Linked DNA regions of Zea mays: region 2 is linked to region 1. A link is a contact called in public Hi-C data. All regions are on one chromosome and are shown on one strand. The core of a region is the stretch at or near the end of the contact, and the rest is flanking DNA. Distances in the headings are between cores, read along the strand shown. Region 1 holds the start of LOC100273233 (putative regulator of chromosome condensation (RCC1) family protein). Region 2 holds the start of LOC100193919 (Tetrachloro-P-hydroquinone reductive dehalogenase).

Region 1 (6,005 bases), core at 1,149-3,648:
ATGATCTTGTATGTACTCATGTTTATAGACCTATAACCTTTCTTCAGAAGAAGCTCAAAGGAAGTGACTTGATTGTCAAATTATGAATGAAGAATGACATGAGTATTTGGTGAAGAGTGATCAACATATCCACTTCTGGAAGTTGAATTTTGAAGACATTTGAAGTCCTAAGGCATTTCTAGAAATTGTTTATTTGGAAATTTGAATTAGTGAAAATTTTGAATTCCTAAGACTAGCTTTATTGGCTGGATGTGTTGTTAACTGTGTGTGAAAATAACCAGTATAAAGTTGTTGTTTGAAACCTATTATTTGTGCTAGCACAAAGCTGGTAGTTTTATTTGCTGTTCAACAAGACATGTAAAGCCGCTAGCTTTATTGGCTGTCTGTGCTGTCAACTGTGTGTGAAAATATCCAGTATAAAGTTGTTGTTTAGAACATGTTATTTGTGCTAGCACAAAGCTGATAGCTTTATTTCTGTTCAGCAAGACATGTATATGAACCTCTGCAGCTGAAGTTGGCTTCGATCGGTACGGTTGCCCAATTTCGCTGCTATGTGCTCTACTAGTAGCACATGTTTGCTCCTATGTGCGGCTGCTAGACTTTATTACCTCTAGGACCATCCAAACAACGTAAAGAAAATGGAAAACGTTACCAGGTTTATCCAAACAATTGGCGTTTTTCATTTTCATGGTAATAGATACCACTCTTATTTAATTACATTAACGTTACCATTACAAGTGCTCAACCAAACGCTACATAAAGTTTACCCATAAACATTGTAAACTGCACTATTTTCAGAGTGGAGTTTAAATATGAATATATATACGGATATGAGTAAGCTGTTGGAGATAGTCTAATGCCACCGTGGTTTGGTGCACTCTACGGTCTACATTCCTGCTCCCGTGAACCTGTGACAGACTTGTCTAATTGTTTTTTCTATCTAAATACAGGACTTGCCAAATTGTTGAAAAGTCAAATTGTTGAAAATTATACCCCTAAATTCAGGGTGTTACACATAGCAAGAGCAAGATCATATGATACTAAAATATATCACTTGAACGATCTTTGTGAACTTATCTTTCCCTTGCCATTATATATACGTTGCCTTTATATGGTACCACCTCCGTTCTTGAATATTTGTCGCCCTCTAGTACATTTTTAACTAAAACATGATAAATAAAAAACGGAAGGAGTATTATCAATTATAGACTTAATCTTCTTTCTAACTCTATAATCCACTTCCTTTTTGGACCATCTCTCAAATCTAAACCCCCTGTCTATGTGTACCACTTGCAATATACCATTAGGCCGACTCCAGCACTTTATCCTAAAGTTTACCCATAAACACTATAACCTGCAATATTTTTAGAGTCGGGTTTAAATATGAATATATATATATGGATATGAGTAAGGTGTTGGAGATAGTCTAATGGCACCGTGGTTTGGTTCACTCTACGGTCTACACTCCTGCTCCCGTGAACCTGTGACAGACTTGTCTAATTGTTTTTTTCTATCTAAATACAGGACTTGCTAAATTGTTGAAAAGTCATATGTCTTGACTAGCAAGCACGGAATTGGAGTTGGAAAAAACGGGAGGCAAGGACCACGGGTCGGGCGTAATGGAATGGACCTCTGGCAGTAGCGCCAGTACGTCCACTTGCACAACTCGGTCCATCGTTTTTATTTCCAGCGAGCGATACGATACCATGCAAATGGAACAAATTGATCAACAAACAACACATCGCCGGTCCATAATGAGGTGGAGAGATCCAGGTCCTGCTCCTGCCTGCCTTTGCCTTTGCCTTTGTAGCGAGTATATCACTAGCACCACAGAGCTCTGGGCTCTGCCTCAAATCCCTGGTCCTGCAACCGAAAAACCGGTGCGATTCCGAGCCGTTTTCTCCGGAGAAACGAAAGCGGCCGGAGCCCGGAGAGACGAGCCGGGCCGAGCTGAATTAAAAACTCAGATAAGTTGGTGAAGGCGACGTTGCGCGCTCTGGTCTCTTCGCTCCGGGAGCAAAACGAGTGGCCCTGCTGCGCTCCTCCTGCCGCCCCTCCAGACGCCCGGACCCGTCCCGCCACCTACACAATGACAGCAGGCCCCGCAGAGACGCGGCCCCGCGAGTAAGGGGAGCACTCTGGCCGCCGTCGACGTCGTCGTCGTCCACCTCTCCCCGCTCCTCCTTAATGACGTGCTAATCAGCGAGCTTAACCCACTGGCTCGGGCGAGCGCCAGTGCCTTTGCTAGCGCACAGGCACAGCGGCGCACGGCGCGGGCGGGGCGGCATTCGCGTGCGTCTCGCCGTCTCGTCACATGGTGGTGAGGGTGGGCCGGTGGGGCTTGTACGCTAGCCATTAATACGGCAGGTCGCCCATCCCATCCCATCGCGGCCGCCGCGCCCGCCGGTCTCCACCCCTCCCCCCACCCCCTGCTTAAAATCCCGCGTCCCGGTCGCGCACCCCACTCCGCCTCCGCTCCCCGCTCGCCGCCGCGATTGCTGGATTGGCTGCCGCCAGCGCCCCGGTGCTAGCTCCCGTTCCTCGCGGTGGTCACTGGACTAGCCTGGACGCCGCGGCCCGCCGCCTGGTCGAAGAGATGGACTCGGTCATGGCCGCCCCCGACTCGCCGCCGCAGACTGTCGTGCTCGTCTCTGCCGGCGCCAGCCACTCCGTCGCGCTCCTCAGTAAGCCATGCCGCCTAGACTAGGCATTCCGTCGAGCACGACCGTCACTTGTTGCTTGCTTGCGCTTTTCGCTGACAAGTGGCCGCCCCCCCTTGCTTTTCTTTTGTGTGTCTGCTTGCCAGCGGGCAATGTCCTGTGCTCGTGGGGCAGGGGCGAGGACGGGCAGCTCGGCCACGGCGACGCGGAGGACCGGCTCGTGCCCACGGTGCTTAGCGGCTTCGACGCGCCCGCGATCACGTCCGTCATCTGCGGCGCCGACCACACCACCGCCTACTCCGAGGACGAGCTGCAGGTCTACAGCTGGGGCTGGGGAGACTTTGGGAGGCTGGGGCACGGCAACTCCAGCGACGTCTTCACGCCCCAGCCTGTCAAGGCGCTGCAGGGGCTCAAGATCAAACAGATTGCCTGCGGGGACAGCCATTGTCTTGCCGTCACCATGGCCGGAGAAGTGCAGAGGTGAGCATGTTATAACTTGTTGGGAGTATATACTAAAGTGTTTGTTTGGGATTATAATCTATCCAGATTATATAATCCAACAAATTTTGAACTAACACAAACACTCCCTAAGCCTATTCATGATTTTTTTATAAGCAGTGCTATCAAGTTTCACATCATTGTGTTCTGTCGGTCTTCTTGAGTTTTCCGCATAACTTGTTGGGAGTATATACTAAGCCTTATCCCTTCCTTTATTCGTATCGTAGTTGGGGCCGTAACCAAAACGGACAGCTAGGCCTTGGAACCACTGAAGACTCGCTGCTCCCACAAAAGATTCAGGCTTTTGAGGTAACAAAGGGGATAACGAAATCTTCATACAGAGTGATCTGGATCATGATAGGGAAGTTTTAGGACTACCATTTTGCACTAGGGCAAACATGCTATGCATAAAACATGTATGTAAAATTGTAAATCATGAGTAGCAAGTCAAAGTTTTTGATGCGCATCTTAATAACTATGATTTGGTTCACAACACTCTATTAGCTAAACTACTATACTCATGAGATATACCATGTATGTGCTGTCATTATGTTCCTCAGTAATGGTGATGTGAACGTTGGCCAGTCACCCATACCACCTTGTTTCTTCTGGAACAGAACTGTCACTGTTTGTTCAATGTCCTGTGCTAATGGTCCTACGTTTGTAGAGTGTTTGCGTGAAAATGATTGCTGCCGGTGCCGAACATACTGCTGCAGTAACTGAAGACGGTGACCTCTACGGATGGGGTTGGGGTCGATATGGAAACTTAGGTCTTGGTGACCGTAATGACCGTTTGCTTCCTGAAAAAGTATCTTCTGTGGAGGTAAATTATCTAATTTGGCCCGGCCTGTCTTTTTTTTCCAGTTTAGAATCAACAGATCCAAGTATCTGAAAGTCTACTAACACCTACATCACTTGATACTGCATGAAAATCAATCACATATTACAAAAACTGAATGAGCTCCTTATTCCTCACTTGGTTTCTGAGACATGTCAGCTGGGCATATGTTTAGCTGTGACTTACTGCTGTGACATGTTTTTCATTAAGAAGTTGAGTGAAGTACAAGCCTCAGAAGTCAAAATGCTAATCACCGGATTACCGAGTTAAGGGCGCACATCAGTGTTTACAGCAATTTATGTTACACATAGCACATTTGTGACCTTTCTGAAAAGGACCCTAGCTCTAAGCAACAGTCAGGTGTACTCATAAGAGAACCATCAGCTGTGTTTAGTTCTGTAGGCGTGGTGCTTGAGCCGCCAAACAACAGTCAGGTGTTCCTTTCTTTCCAGACCATCCACCTGACAAGCAAAAGCAGGGAGTCAAAATCACGCTGGATGTTGTCGTCTTGAAACATCCCTCGGTTAAAAACAGTGTCAGGGGTGAGTCCTTTTTGCCCTGATAGAAACCATCAAATGCATAAAATTCTTTCAGCTGATTGAAGAACTCTCTGTTCTTGTCTAAACTTATGCTGGTGATTTTCTTCGAAATCATAAGCATGGAGTGCATCCATTTTACCTTTTCCAATCCTGATAAAGCAAAGCACTAGCACTGGTCTGCCATCATCCAAGCACGGACCAGAGTCTAAATATTTGATTTATGGTTCAGTTGTAGGTGAAAAGGGCACTCCTTACCCTAATCATTAATAATAACTCAACAACAATGAGATGTCAAATAAGATTCAGTATTCCCTGCAGCTTTATCTTACTTACACTTTAAATAAGTTAACGGAACTGTCACAAAGATGTGGCCATTTAGGTCCTCTTCCCATAGATAGTCTTTTTTTTACTCTTTGTTCTGTTGTTCCAACTTCCAAGTTTCTGAACTCTAACGTTGCCCTTCTGTAGGGTGAGAAGATGGTGCTTGTGGCATGTGGATGGCGCCATACAATTACGGTTTCTGACTCTGGTAATCTGTACACTTATGGTTGGAGCAAATATGGTCAGCTAGGGCATGGTGATTTTGAAGATCATTTAGTTCCACATAAAGTAGAAGCTTTGAAAGATAGCACTATATCCCAGGTAAATATACCTTGTACAAACATTCCGTGACATGGTTTCAAGAACTTCATTTTCGCTTTGCTAGGATTTAGAAAGATGATGGTTCCATACTTCCATGCACAGGTTGACATAGACATACCTTATACTGGTGGCTTGAAGAATCTTTTTTTTTACATATTGGTATATGTAGTGAAGTTAACATTAAAAGTTTAGGGAAACCCCCAAACAAATGGGAATATATCTTATGCTACTTAGCCGAGAGTCCCAGACAAAATGTCCCTGTCAGAATAAATCAGCGTGTCCTCAGGTCTTTATTACTATCTGACTATTTGAGCCTTGGAACAGAAGGTTTACATACGCAAGCTCTTGTGATTTAGATTTCAGGCGGCTGGAGGCATACGATGGCACTTACATCAGAGGGAAAGCTTTACGGATGGGGATGGAACAAGGTCGTTATCATCATCTCTGTGTGCCTCTACTTGCTTTGGTACCCAATTATTGGTGTCTAATTCAAACCGCACATGCAAAATTCTATCAATGTACTACTTTTTATCGATAAATAAAAAAAAGGTAAACTTGAGTTCAGACGAACACTGTTCTTGTTCCTACGACTACGAACACTATTGCTTACTTGCAAAATCACCATTCTTCTCCAGAAGAAGGACACATCTTGGCACAACTTCAAACTACGTACAATCTAGGCACATGGCTATGCAGAGCTTTGCTTGCGTTCCATCTCTACTGTATTCTGTTTTCCCATGCGGGTTTTTTTAACACTGAACGCTTCTCCTATTCTGATCCTCCAGTTCGGACAAGTCGGAGTCGGCAACAACGACGACCACAGCTCCC
Region 2 (6,005 bases), core at 1,269-3,768, 230 kb before region 1:
ATGCAGAGAAAACAAAGTACAGACCTGGGCCATGGTACATCATTGGAGCAAAAGGAGCATGTGATAGTCAGGCCACTGTACTGCATTTTAAATGTAGAGCACATGCAGATCTTATGCTTACCTCAGGGGCGAATTTAGGAGTGTTTATCGAGGTCAGCGACCCTGATAAAATTTATAAATCATTTAGCAAAGCACTATTAAAATTCAAAAAAAATGTATTATATAGTGAAGCTAATCCTGATGACCTCGACGATATGTTTGGCTAGATTTGCCACTGGCTTCCTATATGGTCATATCTAAAATGCCAATCAGTATCAAAGCCTGCATTTAGAATGGAAAAGAAAATATCAGAGTGTCATAGAACTTGCACTTAAGTATGATAGGAGTGGGCTGAAAGGATAGATAGAACATACCTTGTGCATTAGAGTATCAGGGATAACCTCCCTTAAAAGCAATTAGAAGATAGAAGGAAAAAAGACATAATAACTTGGTGAAGTTATAAATTAGGGAAACAATTAGACAATGCCAAAATCACAAGCTAACAACAATTTATTTTAGACATGAATTGGACTAGAACAAGTGATAAATCCAAAATATATACTTAGTCCTATTCTGTATACAGTTCTATAACCTTCATTTTTGCATCCAACATGAAGCAGAAATATATAATCAAACAAACATATTGATTTTACAGGTAAAAATGAACTCAAGACCACAAAAAGGCACATGGAAGATATACAGTTTATTTTTTAACCGAAACTCACTATACATGTCAGTTCACAAGGTACTGATTCAGATATTTCATCCGCCGAACTATCTAGTACTTCCTGAACAGGGTTCGAACACAAAGGAAGAAAGATGTCTTGAAGAGAGTCCGGTACTTCTTCCACCCACTAAAGTATCTGCCAATGGTAATCTTGTAGCTTGGCCGTAGCTTCACCAAATTGTAGTACTCAAGTATCTTGGGTCTGCAGTTGATGTACTCATCATCAAGGTCCAGAATAGTTATGCGCGCAAGAACAGGGACAAACATCGAATCAGCAGGTGAGAATTCATCGCCAGCGAGATATTTGGTCTTGCCGAGCTGAGCTTCGACATCATCAAGGAGTTTGCTTAGTTCTTCCTCGCTTTGCTTCATGATGTCAGGGTCCTTCACTTTATCATCCGTCTCGTAAGCCTCACGGAGCTTGACATGATACATGCTGGCTAAATCAGGGGCTTGAGCCATGCGAGCAATCAGCACCCGCCTTATGAACTTGGAGACAAACGCACGGTGCTTGGCCGGGGTGTGCGTGAGGGTGAACATCTCAGGGTTCCAAGCATCAACTTTCTGCATCCATTGGTGGACCTCAGTGTTCACAGGGGGGATTTCACCACTTAAATGCACTGCAAGTCTGTCTATGTACCTATGACAATGCAAAGTGCATATAAACATTAGCAACAACAATAGAAGAATGCCAAGTTTCAGATATTTCCAATACATAAAAAAGAAGGGGCGTACTGAATAATATCGATAGCGCGATAGATGACATGCGCTCCATTCTGGAAGACAGGGAGCTTCGCGGAAGGGTTCATGCGAAAGAAGTCCACATTCATGTTTTTGCCGGTGAGTGGATTGACGTGATAAGATGTGTAGTCAATGCCCTTCTCTTCCAGCGCCATCCGTACCTTCTGGCTGTCCAGCGAATAGGGGTGGTGGTACAGCTGCATTGCTGTATTAGCAGCAAAATAAAGATGCGGTTAGTAACTTAGTATCAATTCCTCGTGACAATCATACTTTTCCTGTCCAGATCCTCGAATATTATGGAGAAACTTGCAACTCATCAGAGTCAATTACTGTCTGGGATCGAAATATATATTGCAATAAAAATAACAACAAAATAAACAGGAAGTTTGTTCGTTTGCTCTGTATATTTTTATCCACAGTTTATTTGTGGAATGGTAAGATGGGTACCCAGGCACAAGTACATCTGTTTGTGTCAGTCCTAATGAAAAAAAATAGTAGCAATCGTTAATTGGCACCGGCTTTAGATTGCAAAGCTGGCGAGCCCTACTATAACAGCCATGAATTATTATGAGAATCAAGGGGGGAACAATCCCTCTGTGTACTGGCTACAAGGAGAGGTGAAAAGGGGAAGAAAACCGCACTTCTCTGATCTCGCAATTGGTCTTATAGCACTACAGCTACAGGACAACCGAACTACCGCAATCGCGCAACGCCACACACAACCGGATACAGGACCTGAAGAGCGTACCTCCCGAGTCCCGGCGAGGAAGCGGCGGCGGCGGCGGAGAGGGGAGATGGAGAGGCTTCGCGAAGGCGAAGATTCTTCTCGGCGACGAGACGCAGGCGGGGTTTAGGTGCGCTCGTAGTCGCCGGAGCAGTTTCAGTCGTTGCCTTTGCGGGGCTCTGCGGCAGTTTCAAGCGAGTGGGGGCGTGTGGTTGGATTCGTCCTCACTGGCACCTTTTCACGGCCTGGGTCGATGCAAAAGCTTCTTCCATTTTGCGTGCGTCCTCGCAATCGCAACGACACCTCCCTGCCTGGTCGGTGACCTGGGGAGAGGTTGGGCTATCCAAGACACCTCGCTGCGGGCCCCCGGGAAAGGGAACTCGCCGCCGACCACGGCTCGCCCGGGTTCGCGTTTTTTTTCCTTCCGCAGCGTGGCCAGCGAGGCAGAATTTGTAAAAACTTGTAATATAGATATCTATATTCATATTTATTTCTAATGTACTCGCACCGTTTCTTTTTAGTTGTCGCTGAATAATTTAATTTTGCACTATTCAGCGACAACTAAAACGAAACGGAGAGAGTATGTACTAAATAAATGTATTTAAATTCGTTTTCAGTTTTTATCGGGTTTCAGATCTATATTCAATAAAAATATAAAACTTATATATATATATATATACACTGTATTTATATATTACACCTGGGTGCATTCAATATAGAGAATGCACCCAGGCCGAACCTACGCGCCAGGAGCACCTGGTCCGAGCCAACCGCCCCACCCAGGCCGAACCGACGCTTCGTCTTCGTCCCTCCCGCACGCTCCCGACAGAATGCTACAATTTTCGAACCAGACCAGCAGTTGCATCTAGTTATATAGAAGTTGCAATCACACCAGACCAACAGTTGCAATTATACTAGACCAACAGTTGCAATCATATTTTTTAACAAAATTTCCCAGAGTTATTCAGTACTTGCAATCACATCAGAGCAACTCAGCAGTTGCAATCACACCACACAAGTAGTTGCAATTACAACACACCAGCAGTTGCAATCATTTTGTTTACATTTTTAACGGATATTTGGGTAGAATTATACAGCAGTTGCAATCACACCTAATGCGGGGTTGCAATCACACCACACCAGCAGTTGCAATTACACCTCTTTGTCCTGACACTAAAACCAGCCAACTTTGCATAGTCAAGGTAAAAGAGGTAGGCTTCTTCCCTTGTATCAAATGTTTGCCGCACCCTGGGGACAAACACATCAAGTATGTTTGCATCCTACAGAATAACACGCAATCATGAGTTTGCAATTAGTGGATACCCATAGTTGCAATCAACAGGCAACAAACGTTGCAACTGGAGTAACAACACAGCATGCAATGGTAATCAAGGAGTAAAAACAGAGACTCAAGTTTTCAATTAGAGGATACTCACGGCGGGAGGCAGGAAGGCGCGCGTACAGAAGGGCCAAGGGCGTGCTCTTATGGGGAGGCGTGCTCGGAGTGTTATTGCACCCTGGGTGCATTCAATATAGAGAATGCACCCAGGTGCATTTTAGTGCCGCCGTGTATATATATATATATATATATATATATATATATATATATATATATATATATATATATATATATATATATATATATATATATATATATATATATATATATATATATATATATATATATATATATATATATATATATATATATATATATATATATATATATATAGGGCAAGTATAACGAGAGCCCTAGGCTTCGGATATTAAAGGAAGCCCAGGTCGGTTCCCGAGGTCTGGTCGATGGAACATGCGCGCCTGTGTTTTAACGTGGGGCTGAGAGGCGGCATGCAGGACAGACGGCGCCGTGACGCGGTTGTTTGAATGGTAAGGGAATTGCGCGGAATTAAAGGGAATAGATTCCACATGCAAACGTGATTACTGTGATACGTGGGCGCGTAAATTATGGATCTTGCATGATAAGTAATGTGCGGAAGGTAAAAAAAATGAAGCATAAGATGTTGAAAGATATGGCATAAAACCGAAACGGCATAATAGATGCATAAACAGTATATACCGATTGGCGTAAAACGTTGTGTCATTGTGCGTAAATTTTATATTATGAATTTTAGTTTGACAAAGACGTCGCCATAATATCGGGACGGTTTCGAAAATAATGGGGAGACCCTGTAAACGTGGATGCGGTTACTTTTATAGTATCCGAGATTTACTTTCATTCGAAAAAAGACCACTAAGCCTGCATAACTAATCGGAGTTGGAGATGGCCGGCTCTGGAGGGTCGCCGGTGATGGAAGGAGATGGCGTTCGTCTTGATCCAGAGACAGAGGGAGGAGTTGGTGGTAACTCACTGGTGACACCACCTCCTGCTCTAATGGGTCCTGAGATCGCCGAGATGAGCATAGGAGAAGGAGAACAAAGGGTTCGACCTCCTATGTCCAATATTAGCTCCAGGGAGATGGATACGCCACAGATACTGCGTTCACATGTAAGTCCAATCGCTGTATTTGATTATTGATTGATTATATTGTTGTGAATATATTCCATGGTACAAACAACAATGACAATGAAATAGCAGGCAAAAAACATTGATCCAACTATAGTGCCAACGGTAGGGATGACTTTCAAGAGTGTTGATGATGCATATAAATTCTATAAAAGGTATGCATATGAAGTTGGATTTCCACTGAAGAAATACAGAGAGAAGACATTCAGTAAGTGGATAAATTGTTCACGTGAAGGTAAAAGTGCAGCAAAATCAAATGATACACCTAGGATGAGGAATAGATCATCGGGGCGTACGCAATGCAAAGCTGGAATAAAATTAAAAAAAATATATGATGATGAAAACAAAATGGTTGTAGCTACAAAAATTGAACTGGTAAACTTGGAGCATAACCATGAGTTCATAACTGACGAAGCAGAGAAACAACATTTACGTGCAACAAAATTAGGGATGCTGAATTCATAAATTTTGTAGATGCAATGCATGATAGCCGAGTGCCGCAGCATTGCATAGTTGATTTTATATCAGAAATGCATGATGGGCCGGAGAACGTACCGGTAACTGCTCAAGATCTGAAAAACATGTAAGCAATACTTTTTTGTTACATGTGTATATATCAATAGCCATGAATATTACTATAGTAAATGTGTGTGTAATAATTTTTTGTGCAAACAAATGTAGGAGGGCAGCCAGGAGAAGAGAAAATTGCTCAAATGATGTAGCCAAACTTTTGGCTTTCTTTAGAGAATGCAAGAAACAGAATCCACAATTTTTTTGTGATTTCCAGCTAGACGATGATGGGAAAATAGTTAGTATTTTTTGGTCACACGCAAGTATGCAGGGGGAATACGCAGATTATGGTGATGCTGTGACATTTGATACAACACACAAGACAAATATATATGATAAACCACTGGGCATGTTTGTTGGAGCTAACAACCATCTGCAGTGTACAGTGTTTGGATTTGTTTTGTTGGGAGATGAAACTGTACATACTTTTGAATGGGCTTTCAATTCATTCAAAACATGTATGGGATGCGAGGGTCCAAGAGTTATGCTTACAGGTATGTGATATATAAATTTGTTATGCAAAACAGTGAATTAATTTATTGTGAAAATAACTGAATAATCTGTGAGCAATTGCAGATCAAGATCCTGCAATGCCAATTGCTCTGAGAACTGTATTTCCAAAAACAGTTCACAGACTGTGCTTATGGCATGTACATAACAGATTTATGCCATTCCTAAAT

Evidence for each region. A called contact is a pair of places that touch in the nucleus more often than the background predicts.
Region 2: a Hi-C map of tassel shows a contact between it and region 1, with 4 times the contacts expected there. The contact joins the promoter of LOC100193919 here to the promoter of LOC100273233 in region 1. A contact is called at or near these places in 4 of 25 Hi-C or Micro-C datasets (bundle sheath, ear, leaf and 1 more).

The regions. Positions count from the first base shown.
Region 1 is chr2:51,019,592-51,025,596 of Zm-B73-REFERENCE-NAM-5.0, reverse strand. It overlaps LOC100273233 (putative regulator of chromosome condensation (RCC1) family protein), which reads left to right and starts at 2,398. Exons shown (of 11, transcript NM_001147675.1): 1 at 2,398-2,684; 2 at 2,807-3,140; 3 at 3,386-3,467; 4 at 3,826-3,981; 5 at 5,004-5,177; 6 at 5,534-5,605; 7 at 5,963-6,005. The coding sequence starts at 2,597.
Region 2 is chr2:51,248,764-51,254,768 of Zm-B73-REFERENCE-NAM-5.0, reverse strand. LOC100193919 (Tetrachloro-P-hydroquinone reductive dehalogenase) reads right to left here and starts at 2,518. Exons shown (of 3, transcript NM_001138991.1): 1 at 2,256-2,518; 2 at 1,502-1,712; 3 at 642-1,406. The coding sequence starts at 1,710. The coding sequence ends at 818.